2 separate regions of the Zea mays genome follow, and region 2 is linked to region 1. A link is a contact called in public Hi-C data. All regions are on one chromosome and are shown on one strand. The core of a region is the stretch at or near the end of the contact, and the rest is flanking DNA. Distances in the headings are between cores, read along the strand shown.

Region 1 (5,185 bases), core at 1,184-3,683:
GAACACAGGTTGTCGGCAAGCAACCGAGCCTCGGGATAAATATCGTTTCTACCTTTTGTCCTTTGTGGTTTGCATTCAAAGCCCTCTTGTTATTACTTTTACTTATTATATTTCATAGTTAGTAGAATAATTTATTTTTTTGCTAGTAGCTTTATTATTGTTATTGTTGCCCTTTGTTACTAAGCAAGAAATATACGAGAACTGGATAAAAATGTAATCACATATAAGATTTTTATCTTATCTCTAGTTCTTGTCATAAGTTTTTGTTAGAAAAAGGTTTTATAGGCTATTCACCCCTCTATAGTCACCTAGATCCTATCAATGGGACATGCATGTGTGTCGGAGGTGTGAGGGTGCGAGAGTGAAAGATAGAGATGAGGAAGGAAGCTTACGGTGTAAACTTCATAATATTTGTCGGCTGGTGCAGACCTATGGAAATTAATCAATTTAATGGAGTTAGCTAAAAGTTTGCGAAATTTATTTTGGTCCACTAAAAATTCAATATATTCTATCATGCTAGTGGTCAAGTCACGCAGTCCAAGTGTCGAGGAGGCACGAATGGTACTTACCGACAGTACTCTCAAAATCTAACGATCCCCTCTCGTAGTTGCTTCCGTCGTGGCATGATGCACTAAAGGCATGTTTGGTTTGTGGCTAAATGTGACACACTTTGCCTAAGGTTAGTCGTTCGAATTGAATAACTAACCTTAGGCAGAAAAGTTAGCCAAAGTGTGGCAATTGAGGTAACGAACCAAACATGCCTTAAGCCTTACAACTTTGTACAACGTTAGTAGCTAACTGACAGTAGAATGCATTCAATTATAAACTAAGACCGCGTCTAATAGTTCACTCATATAGTCATCCAAAACATTGTTTTACATTGTAAACTGCACTGTTCGTAGAGTGAGGTTTGAATATAGGTATAGAGATAATAAGCTGTTGAAAATAGCCTAACAACAAATAGTTGAAGAACCTCTACCTTACATATGGACATGAGATCAAAGTCACTCTTGCGATCCAAACTCCCACACCGCCATGCCTGTCTCTTATGTTCATCGACCAGCACCCTAGGGTCGGCGATGAACCCCATGGCCTTCTCGGACTCACCTACCAACATTTCTGCCCCGATGACCACGTCGACACCAAGAAATGCCGTGAAGTGATGATGCACCTCTTACATGTTGGAATTTGGCATATTTAAAACTAATTGTGGGTGACCCAATCATATAAGGAAGCAAAGGTAGTTTGTTAGGATGATATGAGGGGCTTTAGTCCCACATTGCTTATCAAGTAGGAGATAACCAATTTATATGTGAGGTGTGCACTAGTCTTCACATGTGACAAGCAAATGGCTATAGAGGCTGCTATGAACTGACCATGCTCGGTCGTGTTTCTCGTTTTTTTTCCTAAAATTAATGAGTGAATTGTGACTTGCGACGATGCGCGATTGCGTCGTGATGTGTTCTAAACAACAATTTCATTTTTCCTTTTATTTTTTGTTATTGAGTACCACACCTAGACTGCCACCGTGTGGTTGCACGTAAAGAGATTCTAGGGGGATAATTAATAGAATTTAGCCGATCGAATTTTGTAGATTGCAGTGACTTCTTTATAAAGGGAGACATCCTTCAGATGGAGGTCCACCACAAACAACCGACTCATATTATCCTAGATTATATGTGTCGTCGCTTCACTGTTGTGTTGTTGTGCCTGTGTTTGTCATGCAACAGATCGAAATTTGTAGGGATCGATGACCCGCACATATACCGGCGAATTAGGTTTTTGTGAATTGTGTCTCGCACGTCCTTTTATGTTCTTCAACTTCAGTCGTGGGAAGCATAATAAGTAAAATTGCATCTTCTGTTTATCGTGATGCACATCTTTTGGATAGATTTGTTGTTTGTTTATCTTATGTGTGTTAATTGCCATGGTTTAATTAATGGGAATTAATATCTGTAATATGATAGTAGTTCTGTTTGTATTACACTTACACATTTACACAATACGGCAATATGGTCAAATTAATCTTATGCCGTGTTAAGTGTGTAACACTCCCGAACGAGCGGAAGACGCGCCAGCCCTCCGGGTGGACGTCGCCGGCGTAGAACCTTGGGAGCACGGACCGGGCAACGCCCTCGGTGTCCCTTACCTCGAGGCCCGCCACGGCGACGTAGAGGAACGCGCGCACGGCCAGGGTCTCGGACACGGTGACGTAGGTGAGGTACACGAAGGGCACGGACATGAGATGGAGTGGTGATTGGTGAAGGTGCAATCCGGCGTGGCAGTTACTGAATTTTTCGTGCTTTTCGACGTGAGGCCGTTTGCCGCTTGGCATGTTGGGCTGGGACATTTCGTGGGGGCCCTTGGTTAGATCACGACGCTGGGCTTTCAAGTCGCGCTTGCAGAGGCCAAAACTTTCTGAAGCAGTAAAATGGTGGTGAACTTTGGGCCGTGATGCCGTGCGCTTTTCTGCAGTGGACAGCTTGAGTTTGAATTTTATAGAGTACGAGGCTGCGAGCGTTCCTGCCTGGGACAGCTCGTTAGGCTTTAGATTAAAGTTGATAACTCTATTTCACAAAAAAGTTAACTAAGTGGTATAGATTCACCAAATTTGGATCTACCAAAGTAGTAGATCCCAGGGTCAGTTTCACTATTTTGTTAGAGATCTTGTTGACACGCCAAAACATCTAACATGAAATTTTTGTTAGGTCCCGTTTGTTTCCTTTCATTTTGATGAATTGGAATCTTACTAATGAAATAGGCTAACTTTTTTAGAATGTGACATTCCACCACTTTCCAAAGTTATTATATAAGTCTATCTCAAATTCATGGGGTGAGAGATGGAAATTGGTTCTATAGATTTACATGCTATGTTTCTGATGTACAACTTATAGCACACTATTATACTTGATTTGTTATAACATAAATGTAGTATATAACTATCTCTCTCATATGATTTAGAATAATATACAAATATCTTACATATATATAAATATATGAACTTAATTAGTTTTCTCTAAATTATAATTATTAAAATGAAATTCAATTTCAACGAAACAAACGGGGCCTTAGAGTTTTGTGACACTCGGTAGACTCTATTGATGATACTAGTAAGAAGGAACCGACGACGTTCTAGGGTAACATAGCAACCACCTACAATTCCACTACAGAAGTTCATCGCCATTGTACCCCAAGCAGCCAAAGGATCCGTGTTCGATGAGCAACGAGAAGGTCATCTTTTTCAACGGTCATGGTCCGATCGAGTGGAACAAATGATGCTTCGCAACAAGCCTGATAGGACGGAGTTCAAACTATAGCAAACCTGTTCGCTGCGACTTATTTTGAAACGGCTTCTACTTTTTCTACAGTATTTTGTCTCTATAAATTGCAGTTGCACCAGTCTAAACAGTTGGTTTAAATCCGCAGCGAGCAGGCAGTAACATATGTGGCGCGCACTTCGCCATTAGCCCAAGTGGTACACAGGGCACGGTGACGATAACTCAGGTGATAGGAGCAAAATATCTTTTCAGAAGTTGGACGATGATCATAGCTACCCAACACAGGAAAGTGTGAACACACCACCCTATGGGTCCGGTTGTGACAGGGCAAAAGCTCAACAAAAAGGAAGGACCCAACAACAATTAATGACGAGTCCACATCTATACAAAACAGAAAGAAATATTAAAGAAGCTCTACAAGGCTAACATGTGGATGTTTTAAACTAAATTATTTGAGCAATTAATCAATTACTGTAAAATATGTGAAAGAGGAAGATGAAGAAGATGAGTAATAATTTATTAGTTATATTTATGAATTATCTATTTTCTATCTTTAGTTTAAGTTATGTAATTTCTAATTGTTTTTTTATGAATTATGTAATTTTTTGTTTAGTTATGTAATAAGATGTATTTTATTTTGATAAAACAATCACATATTATGTTAACTGAAAATCCATAAAATAAAAGGTTGATATAGTGCTAAAATGGTTGTATATTAAGACTAAAGATCGTACATTAGTCAGTAGCTAATGTTATAACCAGCCTAAAGATGCATGTGTCCATGGGAACACCGTTGTTATTGGCACTTTGCCACTTTGTCTCCTACCGTCCTAGTTACACTTCGTTCAGTGCACAAGTTTGCAACCACCGCATTTACGGTCTCCACCCTAGCACCTCTCCTACCTAGCCTCCTTTCTTACCTCTTATTTTGAACTCCAGTCTAAATTAGCAATGTTGTCTATAGTGTAAAATAGTATTTTGTATTGTCATATACACGATCTACTAGTCACAACATAAAAAGTTGTCCCACATTGTTTGCCTTTCATCTTCCTATGAATGCATCTCCAGCTTTTAAGATTGACAATGAGTATAAAATTCATGGGTATATGGTTTGCGAAATCATATCCACGATATAAATATTAAAACCAACACTTGTTACCTAAAAGAGTATATTGTGATTACGTATATTCACGGATACAACTTTTTCATGAGAAATTGGGAATCAAATTTATATCCATACACATGAGTATAAACTCACACCTACATCCATATATTATATAGAAATTTTAGACATGCGGATAATATAAATTTGTGCCATCCGAGCAGGAGCGTGCGGATGGAGCCAGTTAATATTAGTGTTTGGTTCAGTAACTAATTAGAATAAAGCGGGCTCTGTCGGGGACCATAATTAGGGTACCCTCAAGACTCCTAATTCTCAGCTGATAACCCCCATCAGCATAAAGCTGCTAAGGCCTGATGGATGCGATTAAGTCAGGGATCGGTCCATTCGAGCGACTTGATCACGCCTCGCCCGAGCCTAGCCTCGGACAAGGGCAGCCGACCCCGGAGGATTTCCGTCTCGCCCGAGGCCCCCCTCCGACGGCGAACATATTTCCGGCTCGCCCGAGGCCCTGCCTTCGCTAAGAAGCAACCCTGACTAAATCGTCGCACCGACCGACCAAATCGCAGGAGCATTTAACGCAAAGGTGGCCTGACACCTTTATCCTGACGCGCGCCCCCCGGCAGAGCCGAAGTGACCGCCGTCACTTCGCCGCTCCACTGACCGGCCTGACAGAAGGACAACGCCGCCTGCTCCACTCCGACTGCAGTGCCACTTGACAGAGTGAGACTGACAAGCAGTCAGGCCCTGCCAAAGGCACCATAGGAAGCTCCGCTCCGCCCGACCC
Region 2 (5,276 bases), core at 893-3,392, 34 kb after region 1:
CGCTTGGAGTAAACTACAAACTGCAACTTGTGAACAGACACAACACTAGTCTAAGAGCACTGCACAGAGGCACACAGCAAGCAAACTGCACCATCCATCGACATCACCTTGTAGCACAACACCAGGAAGCTGGAGGCTTGGAGCAGTTGAGGGGATGGGGCCTGACGGGTGGTAGCTGGGCGGCAAGCGAGAGCTGGAGGCTTGGAGCAGTTGAGCTGAGCGCACGCCGGAGCCGGAAGCTGCAGTCGGCGGTGGGTGGTGGCGTTCCTGCGGCTTGGGGCGGCGGGCTGCGGCTTGGGGGCGGCGGGCGGCTGACTTCGACTAGGGTTGTGGACTTGTGGTTAGCTCATCGTGAGGGCCTGAGGGACAGGGACACTGGGTCGTGGGCCGCGGCTATCGGCCATTTGGCTTGCGCGCCTGGCGTGGTTTCGCTGTATTTCGGTTTTTTGGGTCTATTCGGGTTAGGCAGGATACAAACCGAACCCTAACCCGATAACCGAATAGATAGGATTTTGTGGACCGAACCCGAAACCGAAAAACCGAAAACCGACCATTTCGGTCTATTCGGGTTCGGGTTCGGTTCGGGTTCGGTTAACGGGTTCAAAATGCCCAGCCCTACTAGCAGCAGCCAGCAGTTCACCAGCCCCCTTCACCCTCCGGGTCCGGGATCACGCGCAAATTCCCACATGTGCGGCGCGTGGACGGGCGCGGGACAACGTGCCAACGTCCAGGTCCGGAGGTCCCATCCGGCCATCCGAACTCCATCGTACCGTCTCCCACCGTCCGTCCGATACCCCAGGAAAGCGCTGGAGCCCCGACAAAACCCAGGTTGGATTCTGGTGCCACTGCCATTGCACCTCGCGCAGCCCTCCGCGATATTTTCTCATCGCCTGCGTCGCGTCAGTGTCACCAGCTTTGCTGCTTTTGGGCGAGGGGCCCAGGTTGCCGTGGTGCTCTAGTGGGGCGTGCGATGCACGACAGCACGAGCTCGTCCCACGGTGTGTTTAGTTTAGCTGCCAATCGCACGGTTATTGGTGATTTTTCTGCCTTTGGATTCTCTAGCCTTTTTCTTTGGGAAATTGGAACCCCTAGTCTTCTTTAGAAAATATAGTTGGCAAGGATACGGTCTCATGATTTTACAGTTATTGACAGTTTGTATCTGGTTCGAACGATGTAATTCTTTATTTCTTAAACTTAGGATGTTTTTGGCATAGCCATTAACAACGACACCAACTAAGTAAAATAGTAATACCAGAGTGAATATCGATTACATCTTATTTCATACAATATTCAAATGAAAAATACAAAAGAGCAGTTTTTATGGCCATACCATTTTTTTATACTCCAACAGACTATGTTGTACCACAAACAAAAATATTGGGAAAAAATAAATCTTAATAATCCTAAATTTGTAATTGCATAAAAGTTTTCAGGTTGCTTTACAACATGACTACGATCTTAGCAGACTTCTCACACACTGTTAACATTGAAACCGCTTATGGTTGAAGTTTCATAAAACAATTATTTGTATTTAACAGGATGTTATATGAAAGTTTTAAATAATATAGCAACAATTTTGAAATCGGAGAAAAGTTAAGGGGGTGTTTGGTTTCTAGGGACTAATGTTTAGTCCCTTCATTTTATTCCTTTTTAGTGTATAAATCGCTAAATATAGAAACTAAAATAAAGTTTTAGTTTCTATATTTTGTAATTTTGGAACTAAAATGGAATAAAATCTAGGGACTAAACATTAGTCCCTAGAAACCAAACACCCCTTAAGTCTATTAAAGGATAAAATTCTCCTATATGATTAACGACTCTCTATATACCGTAAAATAAAATACATATAAAACTCTGGAATACGGTTTTTTATTAACGGTTAATATTGTATCTCTATTTTATTTTACTCTACAACTCAAGATTACATTTTTTATTAAAGGTAAACATTGTATCTCTATTAAAACCTAAACAGTTTTGAAAAAACAATCATCAAGCTCTCTGTTACCCGGCCCACCAGTCACCACACCACACCCAAACACAAGTAGGGCGGTTCACGAGCAGCGTGGGGAGACAGGACGCCCATCCGGTTCCTTAATTAAAAGCGCCCCAACGCTTTCCCTTCTTTCCTCGCTGCTATTCCCACACCTCGTGCGGCGGTGGCCCAACCAAAGGTCAGCCGGGGCGCTTGAGGCGGTGAGTCCTCGTCCTCGTCCGATATCGCAGCGGAACAAGGTCATGGGCTTCCAGGTGGCTGCCGTGGCACCGCCGCCGTGCGCGCGCTCCTCCTCCGCCTTATCGTCGCCCTCGACCTCCTCGCGGCCGTTGCCCGCCTTCCTCGGAGGCGGCGGCGGATGCGCCGGGCTCGCGAGATCCCGGGCACCCGTAAACTGGGGAACCGGCGTGATGGTGCGGCGCCCGCGCCCGGCTCGGACGCCAGCGAGGTGCGCGCTGAGCGCGAGTTTGGATGGGATGGGTGGCGGGGACGCGGAGTTCATGAAGAGGATCGAGGAGCTCGCTGCGGCGGCTGGGGTGCAGCCGGCCGGCCCGGCGGGTTGCGGCTGGCCCGCGAGCGTGGAGCTGAGCGCGAGCAACGTCGGGCTGCCGCTGTCGCTGCGGATGCTGAAGCGGAAAAAGCAGCAACAGCAGGCGCAGCTGCATGCTGTAGCGCGTCCTTCACGCTGGGACGATGGGCTGCTGGGCTCCGCCGGGGAGTCGGTGGGCCGCGCCTTCTCCTCCATGGTGCTCATCGTGCGGGAGCTGCAGAGCTTCGCGCTGCAGCAGATGCGCGACGCGCTGCTCTGCGACGACCTGCAGGGCGTCCTGGCGCGTGTGCAGGGCGAGATGCACGACTCCTTCGTCTGGCTCTTCCAGCATATCTTCGCGGGCACGCCGGCGTTCATGGTCTCCCTCATGCTCCTCCTCGCCAACTTCACCGTCCAATCGATGGGCCGCAGCGTCGCCGCTGCGGCCGCCACCATCCCGCCTACTGCGCCTGCTGTCGCCCTTGTCAACGCCCAGCGCCCCGAGCCGTCACGTCCGCGGTTCGACGCGGCTTCGGTGAAGACGTTCTCCGTCGACCGGATGGCCTCGGTCGGGGGGGACATCGGCGGTGGCGGCAAGACCCCGCCTGTCGCGGGTGCCACCGGCGACGGCCGGTCGGACGAGTCCTTATATCGGCTAAGCCGTGTGTCGCCGCAGCAGCCGTCGGCACCCCCTGTGGCTGAGGTCGCCCAAGACGCTGCGGACGCGGACGAGCAGGCCATTTGGGAAATGATGCTCGCGGAGGCCCTGAAGGCCAGCCCGCGCACCGAGGAGCTGAGCGATCCGGACGTGCTCAGAAGCCTCGTCGCGCCGGTGGAGGCGGAGCTGGAGACCGAGGACCACGCCGAGCACACGCTGACGGAGCAGAGATACGAGCAGGCCGTCGCCGCTGAGCCCAACAATCCGCTCATCCTCGCCAACTTCGCGCAGTTCCTCTACCTCGTGCAGAACGACCACGACCGGTAGGTCCCCTCCGTCCACGCCCACAAACTGTTCGACGAATTGCCAACGCAGCCGCAGCTATTCACCAATAAACGCTCATCTCTTCGCAGGGCGGAGCACTACTTCGAGAGAGCAGTGCGCGCTGAGCCGGCGGACTCGGAGGCGCTGAGCCGGTACGCTACTTTCCTATGGAAGGCGCGGAACGACCTCGCCGGCGCGGAGGACACCTACCAGGAGGCCATCGCGGCCGATCCCGGGAACGCCCACCACGCCGCGGCCTACGCGCACTTCCTCTGGAACACCGGAGGTGAGGACACATGCTACCCACTCGATTGACGCGCGCCATCGGCACCGCAGCGGCCGCGCCGAGGGACCAACAGGGCCCGGCCGGCCAAGAGAGAAAAAAAATAATAATAAGAGAATTCAAGAAGTAAAGTTCTTGCAGCATGCACGGGCACGGGGGCGGAGGCCACGCGGCGAGACGCCTAGACCACGACATCACACCATGGCCCGGGCGGTGGAGTGGAGCTGACACATGATATCGTCCCCCTTTTTACTTAGTCTGATTAGAAGATTGCGTGCGTGCCGTGGGCAGTGGAGTGAGTTGTGATCCAGGAGGACACGGTGGTGGTGGTGGTGGTGGTGTTTCTTCCCGCGCTCCGGGAACCGCGGCGGAGAAGGACGGGCCTCGGTCGTCGGGACCAACCGGCGGCCGGAAGGCATGGACGGCTGGCTATAGAAACGTGGTAGAGCGCAGAGTCGTCGAGGGCGACGAGGTGGCATGGATCAGGGATGGGATGTTCTATGGAATACTCTAGTGTATAGCGACTCGCATCATGTAATTATGTACTAGATGTGGAAAAAATAACACCCGAATAAGAAGTATCCCGGTAAAGTACCGACCTCGGATCTAGCGTGTTTGTACCCCCGATACTCCTCGTGACCGCTGTCATCGGCGATCCAATCTTTGCTCTGCGTTTCATTTACGGGTGGAAAGTGAGAACGTCGTCTGCACACCGAGCACGAATTCACGATTACTGGCTCGTTGCATATCCTGTTGAAGAATAAGTGATGGTCTCTGATACAGAGAGGATCTGGTAGGCGCGTCTCCCAGTAGTCATAAAGATTGGTACACGGAAACCTGTACGCAATGATTGACCCCAAACATACTGTACGTTATAGCCGCAGCACACATGTTTTGCAACGGTGCTCACGGGCACATGGTCCGGGCAGTGAAGCAGAGTAAAAACACCGAAAGAGGCACGCTATACAAACTAGCTCCTTCTAAGCAGCGGCACAACTCTACTTGGCTACTTCCTCCTCCGTCCTCCCGACCTCCCGTGAGCTGTGGCACGTCCATCCCGTGTGTCCGAGCCAGTCTATCGTCAGGAAATGGGTAGTTCAGTTCGTACACAGGAAGTCCTCTAGGGCTCTAGGCTCTGGCCTTTTCCGAGCAGCGCTGACCACGTATTGCGTAGATTATCGTCTTTGCTGGAAAAGATATTTACCAGATTCTCACGGGCGCTTCGTGCCACAGTCGTCGTCCGAAATGCCTTTTATATAATACTGCACAGCACAACACTGGAGAAGTCTAGTAGCGCCCTCCCCTCCCCTCCCCCGGCTTTGACACGACACCTAACCCGTCGCACTCGTCCACCGGCCTGCTCCGATACCCGGATCACGGAAAAGAGCGCGTGCGACCACCATGGCCTTCCGCGCGACACAGCCCGTTACAGTCTTACAGAGTGCGACGAGTCTATCCTGTCAGATGCCATGGTACGGATGATTCTAAT

What was found. Hi-C and Micro-C count contacts between places; a contact is called where the count stands out from the background.
Region 2: a Hi-C map of leaf shows a contact between it and region 1, with 7 times the contacts expected there. The contact joins the promoter of LOC100277843 here to the enhancer-like site in region 1. A contact is called at or near these places in 11 of 25 Hi-C or Micro-C datasets (bundle sheath, ear, endosperm and 4 more).

Annotation. Positions count from the first base shown.
Region 1 is chr6:160,041,343-160,046,527 of Zm-B73-REFERENCE-NAM-5.0, forward strand. No RefSeq gene overlaps it. Among protein-coding and RNA genes, the nearest start is that of LOC100277843, 34 kb to the right of the region's middle. Within about 2 kb of position 2,434, at least 17 of the 20 cell types and tissues checked have an H3K27ac peak or open chromatin away from gene starts, as enhancers often do. A contact at or near this core is called in bundle sheath, ear, endosperm and 2 more, where this site is marked.
Region 2 is chr6:160,075,749-160,081,024 of Zm-B73-REFERENCE-NAM-5.0, forward strand. It overlaps LOC100277843, which reads left to right and starts at 2,143. Exons shown (of 3, transcript NM_001147715.2): 1 at 2,143-3,503; 2 at 3,594-3,790; 3 at 3,929-4,384. The coding sequence starts at 2,236. The coding sequence ends at 3,972.